3 separate regions of the Mus musculus genome follow, and all the other regions are linked to region 3. Evidence: chromatin contacts called from public HiChIP or PLAC-seq data. All regions are on one chromosome and are shown on one strand. Each heading gives the region's core, a stretch centred on a gene start, on an enhancer-like site or on the middle of the called end of the contact. The rest is flanking DNA. Distances are from core to core; before and after follow the strand shown.

Evidence for each region. HiChIP or PLAC-seq counts read pairs in DNA pulled down with a chosen protein or histone mark.
Region 1: an H3K4me3 HiChIP or PLAC-seq map of the SCID.adh cell line shows a contact between it and region 3, with 10 read pairs. The contact joins two enhancer-like sites. A contact is called at or near these places in 2 of 484 Hi-C or Micro-C datasets (both in the G1E-ER4 cell line) and 3 of 115 datasets of contacts at active chromatin or transcription factors (DN3 thymocytes, the SCID.adh cell line and embryonic basal ganglia).
Region 2: a contact with region 3 is called in an H3K27ac HiChIP or PLAC-seq map of T-cell acute lymphoblastic leukemia, with 4 times the contacts expected there. The contact joins two enhancer-like sites. A contact is called at or near these places in 1 of 484 Hi-C or Micro-C datasets (muscle stem cells) and 1 of 115 datasets of contacts at active chromatin or transcription factors (T-cell acute lymphoblastic leukemia).

The regions. Positions count from the first base shown.
Region 1 is chr1:69,335,005-69,338,186 of GRCm38.p6, reverse strand. No RefSeq gene overlaps it. Among named protein-coding and RNA genes, the nearest start is that of Gm28497, 95 kb to the left of the region's middle. Within about 2 kb of position 1,571, at least 2 of the 459 cell types and tissues checked have an H3K27ac peak or open chromatin away from gene starts, as enhancers often do. A contact at or near this core is called in the G1E-ER4 cell line and the SCID.adh cell line, where this site is marked.
Region 2 is chr1:69,246,269-69,249,858 of GRCm38.p6, reverse strand. No RefSeq gene overlaps it. Among named protein-coding and RNA genes, the nearest start is that of Erbb4, 140 kb to the right of the region's middle. Within about 2 kb of position 1,963, at least 8 of the 459 cell types and tissues checked have an H3K27ac peak or open chromatin away from gene starts, as enhancers often do. A contact at or near this core is called in T-cell acute lymphoblastic leukemia, where this site is marked.
Region 3 is chr1:69,656,309-69,659,543 of GRCm38.p6, reverse strand. The region is part of intron 3 of Ikzf2 (IKAROS family zinc finger 2); the gene reads left to right. Among named protein-coding and RNA genes, the nearest start is that of Ikzf2, 28 kb to the left of the region's middle. Within about 2 kb of position 1,908, at least 59 of the 459 cell types and tissues checked have an H3K27ac peak or open chromatin away from gene starts, as enhancers often do. A contact at or near this core is called in the G1E-ER4 cell line, the SCID.adh cell line and T-cell acute lymphoblastic leukemia, where this site is marked.

The sequences.
Region 1 (3,182 bases), core at 322-2,821, 320 kb after region 3:
ATCCAAATACATCCTCCCCCCTTAAGTTCCTTGCTGTGTATTTAGTCACAGAGGTAAGAAAAATAATGTATAGGGAACGTGGGATCAGTGGTAGAGTCATTGTGAATCCCTGGGGCTGCGGGCAGGGGCAGCTAGCTGAGCTTACTCAGTGAGATCTAGAACATTGAGGGCATGCTCTAAAATTCAAGTTGTGGGGCTAGAGAGATGACTCAATTTGTAAAATGTCTGCCCTTAAAAGCATGCTCATTTGAGTTTATAGGTTCAACACCTATGGAAAAGCTAGGAATGGCAGCATGTATTTGTAACCCTAGTCCTGAAACTTCACTGGGCAGTTATAAGTGTAAGCTCATGAACCAGCCAGCTTAGCCAAATTGATGAACTTCACATTTAGAGAGAGAACTACTGAGAAAAATAACTGCTGTCAATCTTGAGCCTTCACAAACACATGGACATATGTTTACACACTGCACATAGAAACAACATTACACACAAACAGTTTTAAAGGTGAATGATAGTGGTTGTCTTCTAGACTCTATACACAGACATGCACTTGCACATGCACATGTGCACATACCCCCCCTCCCCCACACAAGGAAATTGGATTGGATACATAATCTGGAAAGCCCTGGAATCACGGGCTAGAAAGAAACTTTAACACTTTTAAGCAGAGCTCAATGGGCCATTTTGGTAGAAGTTTGAAAGACCTGAATCCAGAAGGAAGGCAGACAGCAGAGTCCTGACTCAGGGAGCTTCCAAGGAGAACAAGGACTCTATTGGAGATTGGATTAGAAGCTGTCCTTGTTATATCCTGCCTTCGTCCTGAAAGATTGAGGAAGGCCAAATCTAGAAGGATTGGATTGATTAACAGGTGGAGGACATGTCAAAGCAAGTTAACTTTTAGGCTACGGCATGGATATTACTCACTCCTATTACAGAGATCTATGGGATAAATTCAGAGAAGATGTGAAAATTGAGCAAGCCAGAGTAGGAAAGAGTGAGTTTAGAGTTGTGGTAGGTATGTGTGGGCAAAGTATCCATAATTGTTAAAGGGGTTAGTGAAGTTAAAGAGAAGCCACATACTTTTTTCCTATAAGAATGAGGAAGGTGAGGGCAAGATCATAGGAAGCTTCCAGAAGCTCCAGGGTATAGTAACTTCAACCCCTTTTTAATTTCTGTTTTTAGATTTATTTATTTTATTTTCTTGTAAGTATACTTTGTGCATGCTGTGCCTTTGGAGGCCAGAACAGGGTATAGGATCACCAGGTACTGGAATCTCAGGCAGTTGTGAACTACCTTGTGGGTACTAGGTATCCAACCTAGATCTTCAGCAAGAGTAGTAAGTGCTCTTAACTACTGAACCATCTCTCCAGTTCCTGCTTTGTTTTTGCTTTTATTTTGGCTTTTTGACCATGTTCATCACCAGCTGCAGCACTTCAGAGAGCAGGCCCTTGCTTGGGCAGCATAGTAGAGGTGGCATTGGTGGCTTGGGATTGGGTAAGCTGGCCCTAGGACACAGGAGTAGAAAAGCCACCCTGACCTTTTGCTGGCTGAGGCACTGGATCAGCTAGCTAGAGCAGTGTTGGAGTGTGTGTGCCCTGGTGGTGTTGGTACAGGAGAGCTGTCTAGCTGACCAGCTCGGCTACCACGCAGGCCCAGATCCAGGGTTTTCAGTTGACCCTTTCCAACATCTACCCTATCTATGAATGGCTGTAGTGCATGAAGGCAGTCCTGCAGATCCAAAGCTGAGGAATCTCCAGGTCACAGGGAAACAACAGGATTACCTAGAGGAGCTCCTGTGAGAATCCAGTATTGATAGTATAGCACAAGCAAGAGGCCTTGAACCAGGCCAATGACTCTCCGAAATGAACATTTGCATGTAGAGATATGTGGAAGAAAGTGTGTTGCACTAGAGAGTTCCACATGGAGATTTATTTTGTTTTGTTTTACTTTGTTTTCTTTTTCTATATTTTATTCTCTTTTGTTTGGAAGGTTGCAAGGGTAGAGGGCAGATGAATGGGATTGGAGTGTATAATGTGAAATTAACAAAGAACATTTTTTTTTAAAAGAATGGGCTTTATTTTCTTGTGGCTCAAGCTAGTATAGTACTTATCATGAAATTCCTTCTTCCTCAGCTTCCCAGATCCTGGAATTACAGGTATAGGTAAGCAATCACACCTGGGGTTGTAACCTTTCATTTAAAGAGTCCTCAAAAGGAGAACCTTAGGACATCCTAGAGGAGAAGGCCACCTACTTCAGTTCAGCTAGGCCAGCACTCATTGGCAACTGCAGTTTAGTTCAAGGGAGCCAGGCTGCATTTTGAGTCATGCCCAAATGCTGATGGCTTCCATGTGGTGCAGGTTTGGTAGATACTGGAATGAGAGAAGGGTGGGGGCTTGCAGCTAGGTTCCAGCAAGGTGCTAAGGCTAGGCCCTGTGTATCAGGGTCAGAGCTCTTCGCAAAGCTCCCAAATGGCTTGTGAAGGTGAATACTAAGCATCAGTAGAGACCCCAGGAGACAGGAGATGCCAGAAACATGGCACGTCTACTGAAGAAGGCTGTACGTTCTAAATGGAGGGAGGCTTCTGCACTCCCTCAAACTGTGAACTGGAATAAATACTTCCCTTCTTAAATTGCTTCCATCATGTGTTTGGTCACAGTAACAGGGAAGACTAGCTAACACAAAGTTCCCCCCCCCCCATTGCTTTTCTTTGCAACACACAAAAATTATGACTAATAATTACAATTTCATTTTCAAAGACACCATAGGGTTCCTAGGTTTTTTCTTTGTGATTTAGCAATGCATTGAGTAACCTATATTTACATTTTATGGGCTCAGATGTTAGATTAGCTAATGCATATATGTCACTTTAAAACAGCACTGGAGTTAGTTTGAGTTGATGTAAGCTTCCAAGTACAGCAACATTACCTTCTACCTTGGTACTTGGCCTACCTATTAACTAATTGTGACTATTTATGTAATTCTATGATTATGGCACTCAAAGATATCTGCATGCATTGCTTCCCTTCTTTGTCTATGTTTTACCCAGCATGATGTATACTCAGAGCATATATGAAACTTGAATATAAAAATGTTTAACATATTGTTGAATAAACATGCGCATTAAGGAAAGGAACCTTACACTAATGAGCACCATGAATGTAGATACACAACGTATCTGACCA
Region 2 (3,590 bases), core at 714-3,213, 410 kb after region 3:
ATCACCATTTTTATCCCCATCAGTGAGAGTGGGATAAAGCCCAGGGTGCTTATTTCCAGTGTGTCAAAGTCTCATTCCCCAGAGGGTCCCTAACCACAGAGCACTCTGCTAATTAAGTTGCTGCTGAAGTTATAGAATGCACTCTTCAAGTCGCATCTGCATTCTATTGTGTAGGATCATGGTTATTTGTAGTACAGATAGATATCTATAAAGAAAATTTAATAAGTACAGACATTTAAAGGAAAGAGTGAAGCATGCCTTTAATTCTGTGCTTTAGAGCAAAATGACGGCCACGCATGCTTCCATCTTTCTGTCAGAGCTTACACTAAGCACTTCGTATTCTTACTGCCAGGGCTGTTGAGATTAGTTACTGGAAGAAGATATATGTGGGAAGGGAGAGGAAGAAAGCGTGTGCCAGGAAAAAGCAGGAAAGAGAATATTTTTGTTAATGGAATAGCTGATGAACTCATAATGACAACATTACCTAAATGTGTGTACAGAAGAGAGAAAAATGCTAATGTCAATTGAGACATATAAAATGTAGGAACTGCTAACTGAATCTCTCTATCTCTCTCTCTCTCTCTCTCTCTCTCTCTCTATCTATCTATCTATCTATCTATCTCTATCTCTCTCTCTCTCTCTCTCTCTCTGTGTGTGTGTGACTGAATATTTTGCTACTTACTGTCAGTGTGTTTTTAAAGTGATTTGATTTTTTAAACCAAACGTCCCTGCAGAATTCAATGCAAAGATGGATAGATAGATTCTGACCTCTTCTGAGGTTGATAAACCCAGCTTCCTACCAAGAACTGTTCATTCTCCTCAAATAAAAACCAACTGAAGCTTTAGTACAAAGGATAGAAAGATAAATCAAGTGACTGTCATGACGCCAGCTGAAGGCAAGCCCGAACGACACTGTAAGGAACTAGGGGAAATAATTATCATAAAAAGGCAAACATTATTTTGCTTTGTCTTCAATTTATACTAATGCACTGTCTCATCTTGTTTTCAGTATTTGCTATGTTGCTTATACACATAGTCTTATCCATATATTAGATAACATTTAAGGGCACCACATCAAATATATTTTGTTAAAAAAATAGTTAAAAGTTATAGTGTATTTACGATTCTCTCACGAAAGAAACATGACAGTAAGCTAAACACTAGTATCTTGTTACTTTTAAAGAGTTCAACTTCAGAATAAATTAAGCCTGAAAGCATTATTGCTTATGTTTTAAACTATCAAGGAGAGTGAATCTGATTTTTATACTAACAACACCATAGCTATGAACTGAAAGTTTAACTTAAATAAGTTTGTTAAAAATAGACAAATAAATTTGGAAGATATATTTTACAGAATACTGTACTGTATACAAAACATTTTAACAGTGATTTGAAAATGTCTCTTTACAACCATGCAATGGATATTCTGTGTGATGGATGTTGATTCAGTACCTATCTTATCCAGTTGTTTCTAGGTTAAGTAGTTGTACTCTCCATATAATTTTAGTCTGTGTTTTCTTGGTTACAAGCATGGAAATGTTGGGTTTCTTTTCTTTTTCCTTTCTTCTGATTCCTTTTTGGTATGGCTGATCAATGTGTAAAGCTCCCTTCGGGGTCAATGCAGATTCAAACTAGTGTCATTTCAAGTGATAAGCCAGTGAGATTAACTCCACAAAGAAACAGAACAAAACAGAGCGTGTGTGTGTGTGTGTGTGTGTGTGTGTGAGCATGTGCGCGGGCATGCCTGTGTACATGTATAAGTATGTGGTGTGTATTGTGAGGGAAAGAGAGAAAGTGGACTCGGTTCTTCATTGTGAAGTCAGAAGGAAGCTTATACTGCAACTATTTACATTTATGTTCTTTGCTACTAACCTCATACGAATCACATTAGCCTGGGCCTATAAGAGTGGGTGGCATTTGCTAACCAGGGCTCCACCCCATCTTTCCCCCCCAGAGGCCCAGCTGTGTCTGGAAGCACAGCTGTGCTGCCCATGAGTCCTGCAGCATTTCACCATGCAGCTGTGAGAACAGCTTAGGAAATGTCAGGAGGCAGCTGCAGAAGAGATCGGCCTACCAATTTCTTCAAGACTGTCTTGAGTCGGTTCACTGGTAAATATGAAACTCCTCAAACATCTACATTCAACACACGCACTGATATATACTTTGGATTTCAAAGAAGGAGAAATGTAGGCTTAATTTTTGTGATGATTTTAGTCACTTTCATTATGGGTCTTGCTTGAATCTCAAATTGTAATTTTTATATAGCCTCCATAGTACATCAGTCAAGTTTCCTATAAATAGTTAGATCAATAACACATGTGTGGTTTTAATTGCATTTGAGGATTGGAAAATATCCCTTATTAAGTATTTTAAGCAAAGTACAAGCTCATGTATCTTTAAAAATGGCATTATATTAATATATGATATTAAGTCAGAAATTAACCCCAATTCACTTCCAAATGATGATTTGTCTTTATAAGTTGAACTTTTCTGTTCACACAGAATTATTTTAATATTCCCCAAATCTTTTCCTTTTCCAGCTAAAAGTTAGTTGTCAATATTAGCTCCATACAATGCTGATTTTGGTAAATAAAATTTAGAAATTTCAAAGATACTCAAACCACAAGCACATATATGATGTTGTAGTTGATAGAGCTGTGTATGTTTGTGTGTGTGTGTGGGGGGGTTGTTGTTCCACTCAGAGATATAAACTACAAGAGAATATCCATCTTTCTGAGTTAAAAACTTGAAAGATGGAGAGAGAGTCGGCTTTAAACATTAGGATGGATTTCAGGAGAAAACAAATCCAAGCGCGCGCACACACACACACACACACACACACACACACACACACACGCACACACACACACACACACACTCACACACACACACACACACTCACACACACACACACACACACACACACACTCACACACACACACACACACACACACACTCACACACACACACACACACACTCACACACACACACTCACACACACACACACACACTCACACACACACACAAACTTGTCCCCAAAGTGGGAGGAACATAATGAAAAATGACAGAGAGATAGGGAAGAGATACAGTGGATTCAGAAAACAGTGTGAGAATTCTGCAAGGCAGAGGCATGCATTAAGAAGACAGAGACTCAAGCTAAAGAGTAATGCATCAAAGGTTAAGAGGAGTTGAGAACGCCTGAAGGGACAATGCATCCGATGCTGTGGACATTAGAAAAACGTTAGAGACTGCTAACAACGGTTTGTTTGGGTTTTTCAGGGCACACTATTTACTCCTAAATACCATTCAGCCAGATTTGAAGCAAACAGTTGCCTACTGTTGAACAGAAGTGTTTGTGCCTAAGTGAATCATCGGAGGTAGGGGAGAATGTTAAGGAGACAAACATTGCTTTCTTGATAGCTCTCTTAGAGCCCCTCAGTTGGAGCTTGGAAAGGTCTTATTTGATCCAAGTGTTACAGAGATACAGCAAAACTTAGAGAAGCCAGCAAAGCTTGCGGATGAACCCACCAATAAAAAGGAAGCCATTAGCAAAGTGGACCACGTGGACTGAAAAAGAAATAAGTTATTG
Region 3 (3,235 bases), core at 659-3,158:
GATAGATCTTGAATGCTTTTTCTCTAATTTATATCTTATGTATGTCACCTGTATGCATTTTAAACCTAAAGCTTTTAAATCGTTGACTTGGCAATTCAAATTCATTTATATTTAAAGTGATATTTTGTTTGAAACGAATACATGTTTTGGAGACAAATATCCTCTGGTTTCCATTTATAATGTAGCACAAAGGTGTATGTATACATGGTAGTTTGGATACTAATTCTGTTGTCCTAAAATGAAATACTTTGTGACATAAAAATAATACAAGATGGGATGGGGAAACAGGGTAGTAGTGGTGCATGCCAGCAATCCGGAGGCAGAGGCAGGCGGATCTCTGAATTTGGGGTTAGACCAGTTTACAGAGTGAGTTTCAGGACTGTCAGGGCTACAAAGAAATCCTGTCTCAAAAGACAAGTCCCCCCCCCCCCAACCCCCGTTCCCCCCCACCCCCCCCCCCTACCAAACGAAGGGAGAGAAATATGGAGACATGCTACAAAGCTCATGAAATCATCTCTGAAGGCTTCATTCAGCATAGTTTGTGGATACTGGCTACAGTTTTCCAGGCCGACATTTCTTAGGAGAGATTTCCAGGTGAAAACCGATAATACCAAATTTCTAAAAGTGCTTCCAGTCCCTGGCCTTTATTCCTGTGAGGATACTGGCAGTGTCTGAATTGGCTTACAACTCTGTCTTCCTCTCTTGCCTGAGTGGCAGTTTTCCTGGTCCCTTACTGGATTTACTGTTGTAATTCCATATAGAATTGTGCTGGGACCCAGCACAGATTTTAGTGCGCTCACCTTCGCAGTCTAAATCATTGTTGGGATGCTGACTCACTCGCATTTACCAGGGAAATTAGCTGGCTCTGTCTATGTGAACATTTCAGGAGGAGCTGGCCCTAACTGCAGATACCATCTTCCAGGTCACCAGTGGCAAATTGTTTTTGTTTGTTTGTTTTTTGATTAGCCAGGCTAAATTTTGTTAGGTATATTTTTGCTTTAGTTTGGAGAATTATTTTCTTTGGAGATTGACTGGCTGGGAAATTATTAGCTACTCATGTAAGGGGTACCATTAGCCCATTTAGTTACACCGTGACAGACTCGTTAAGGATGCATGTGTAAAGTCAGATGGTATCCTGGAGACCTCCCGTCACAAAGAAATTATGGAATTTGGGGAAAACAGTTATCCTCACAGCCAAAGCATTTAACAGTAATTATGTCACCAAGGCCCCGTTTGCCAGCCTTGCTGGATCATGAGAACTGTCCAGGATGGCTTTTAAAGCCAAGCTTTCCAGACCTCACCCCAGGTGCTCTGAATCAGAATCCTCTAGGGAGGTGCCCGCCGGTGACTCAGATCTAAATCACCAGGAGGGCAGGCTTGGGAAACTTCATCAAGCAGATTGATATGTGGGGAATGGGAGCGAAACTGATTGGGGCAGTAGCTGGAGGCTCCAGCCTGCATCAGCCAGTGGCCCTGGCTTTGCAGCAGGAGATGGTGGAACATGACAAGACTCTGTTTTTAAAGTTCAATATTAGAGGTGTCATATGTCTTTCGTAAGAAAAAAATAAATATTTAAAATATAAGTGTATATCGCCCGTGTAATTTTTTTGTAATAATAATAAAAAAACCCTTTTTCCTCCCCTCCACACTTCCTATACCTGTTTTTCATTTTTTCTTTTTCTATCTTTTTGTTTGAAGTGTTATAATAATATGTATAATATTTTCCCACTGAATTTAATGAGACTGAGGTTTTTTTTGTTTTTTTCCTCTCCACTTCTGAGTTGTATTCCTTCAGCTTGTTGATGCAAAATATATACATGTTTCTGTTTCGGCAAGGGGCGGGAGTGGGGTGGAAGTGGTGGTGGGGCGCTTGTACATCTGTTGACACTTCACAAGTAATCAGTTTAGATTTCAGCAGCTGATTAGAGTGCCCTCCACCAAGCTGAGAGCCAACCCTTGAGAATGATACCAGGCACCATTCCACTTAGATTTCTGTGCAACAAATGCAATAATGGCCAATTTAGGCCAGTTCCAAGGTTACAAAACCCCTGCTTTTTTTTCTTTTTCCTTTATTGGATTGTATAGAAGTATTAAAAACATTTAGTGGCCTGTAGTCCACAAATCATACAACATAAGTGATCGGAACCTGCACATGGAAGCCCTTCATTCATACCCACGCTACAGATGTTCGAAAGAATGCTGCTAGAGTCTAGGAATATCCTCTGCAAGCTGCTGCAGTTTCAGGGACTCAAGCTTCCACATTGAATTACGGGTAAGAAATATACCCGCCGGTGTCAGCGTGGCACCCAAGTCCTGATTAGCCTAAGATAGGAAGTCATAGCCCCGCGACCTGCAGCCAAAAGGAAAGCAGAGCCGTGCGTTTTAAATACGCCTGTGCAAACACTCACCCAGCTGACCTTCTCGCTCTCCAGCAGTCCTGAGGACAGGGCGGTTAGAGCCTGTGGAATACACTTAGAAAACACCATGTAGACCAAAGGCCCCGCAGGGTGGTGACTACACATGCTGTTTAGCAAGTGCTTTTGAATCACGTAAAAACAAATGCTGCGCAGAGGCGAGGGAAGTATAAATTTTTCCGTTAAGGAGAAAGGGATTTTGCAGGATGAGCTTGTAAATTAGAAAATTTAAATATTTGAATATTTTAGGTGTGGGTTTGAGACACGCAGGCAGGTATAATGGCTTGCAAATGATATCCATATAATTAAAGCACAAGATCACACTGACTGCTTAGGAAGAACTGGAGGGTGTCTACCTTCTAGTTAAATTCTTAGAATTACCATTTTCCTTCTATAATCTTTTCATCGTTTTCTATAATAAAATCTGTTTGCTATCTCCTTCCTGCAAACGTTAATGACTCCCTTTGCCTGTGACATGAAGTCTGATACACTCCTTTGTGTTTTAGTCTATGCTCCTTGTTAAACAACCCAGCCTGTCTTTTTATTGTTATCTCCTGAATTGGCCCTATTCTCTGCTTCCAGCCAGACACTTGCCATGTCCCCAACATAATGTATGTCCTTTCATTTTGCCTTAATGTTGCACAAACCTTCTTTCCCTGAATCTCTGCCCTCCTCCCCCCCCCCCCCGTACACTCCCAGTACTTCTTTGAAACATCAGTCATTCCCATTATCTTGTAGCACCAAGCATAGACAGTTTCCATTATGGTATTTGGCATATTGTATTGTTATTGTTTTATGGGTTTGCCTCCTGGGGTGGACTT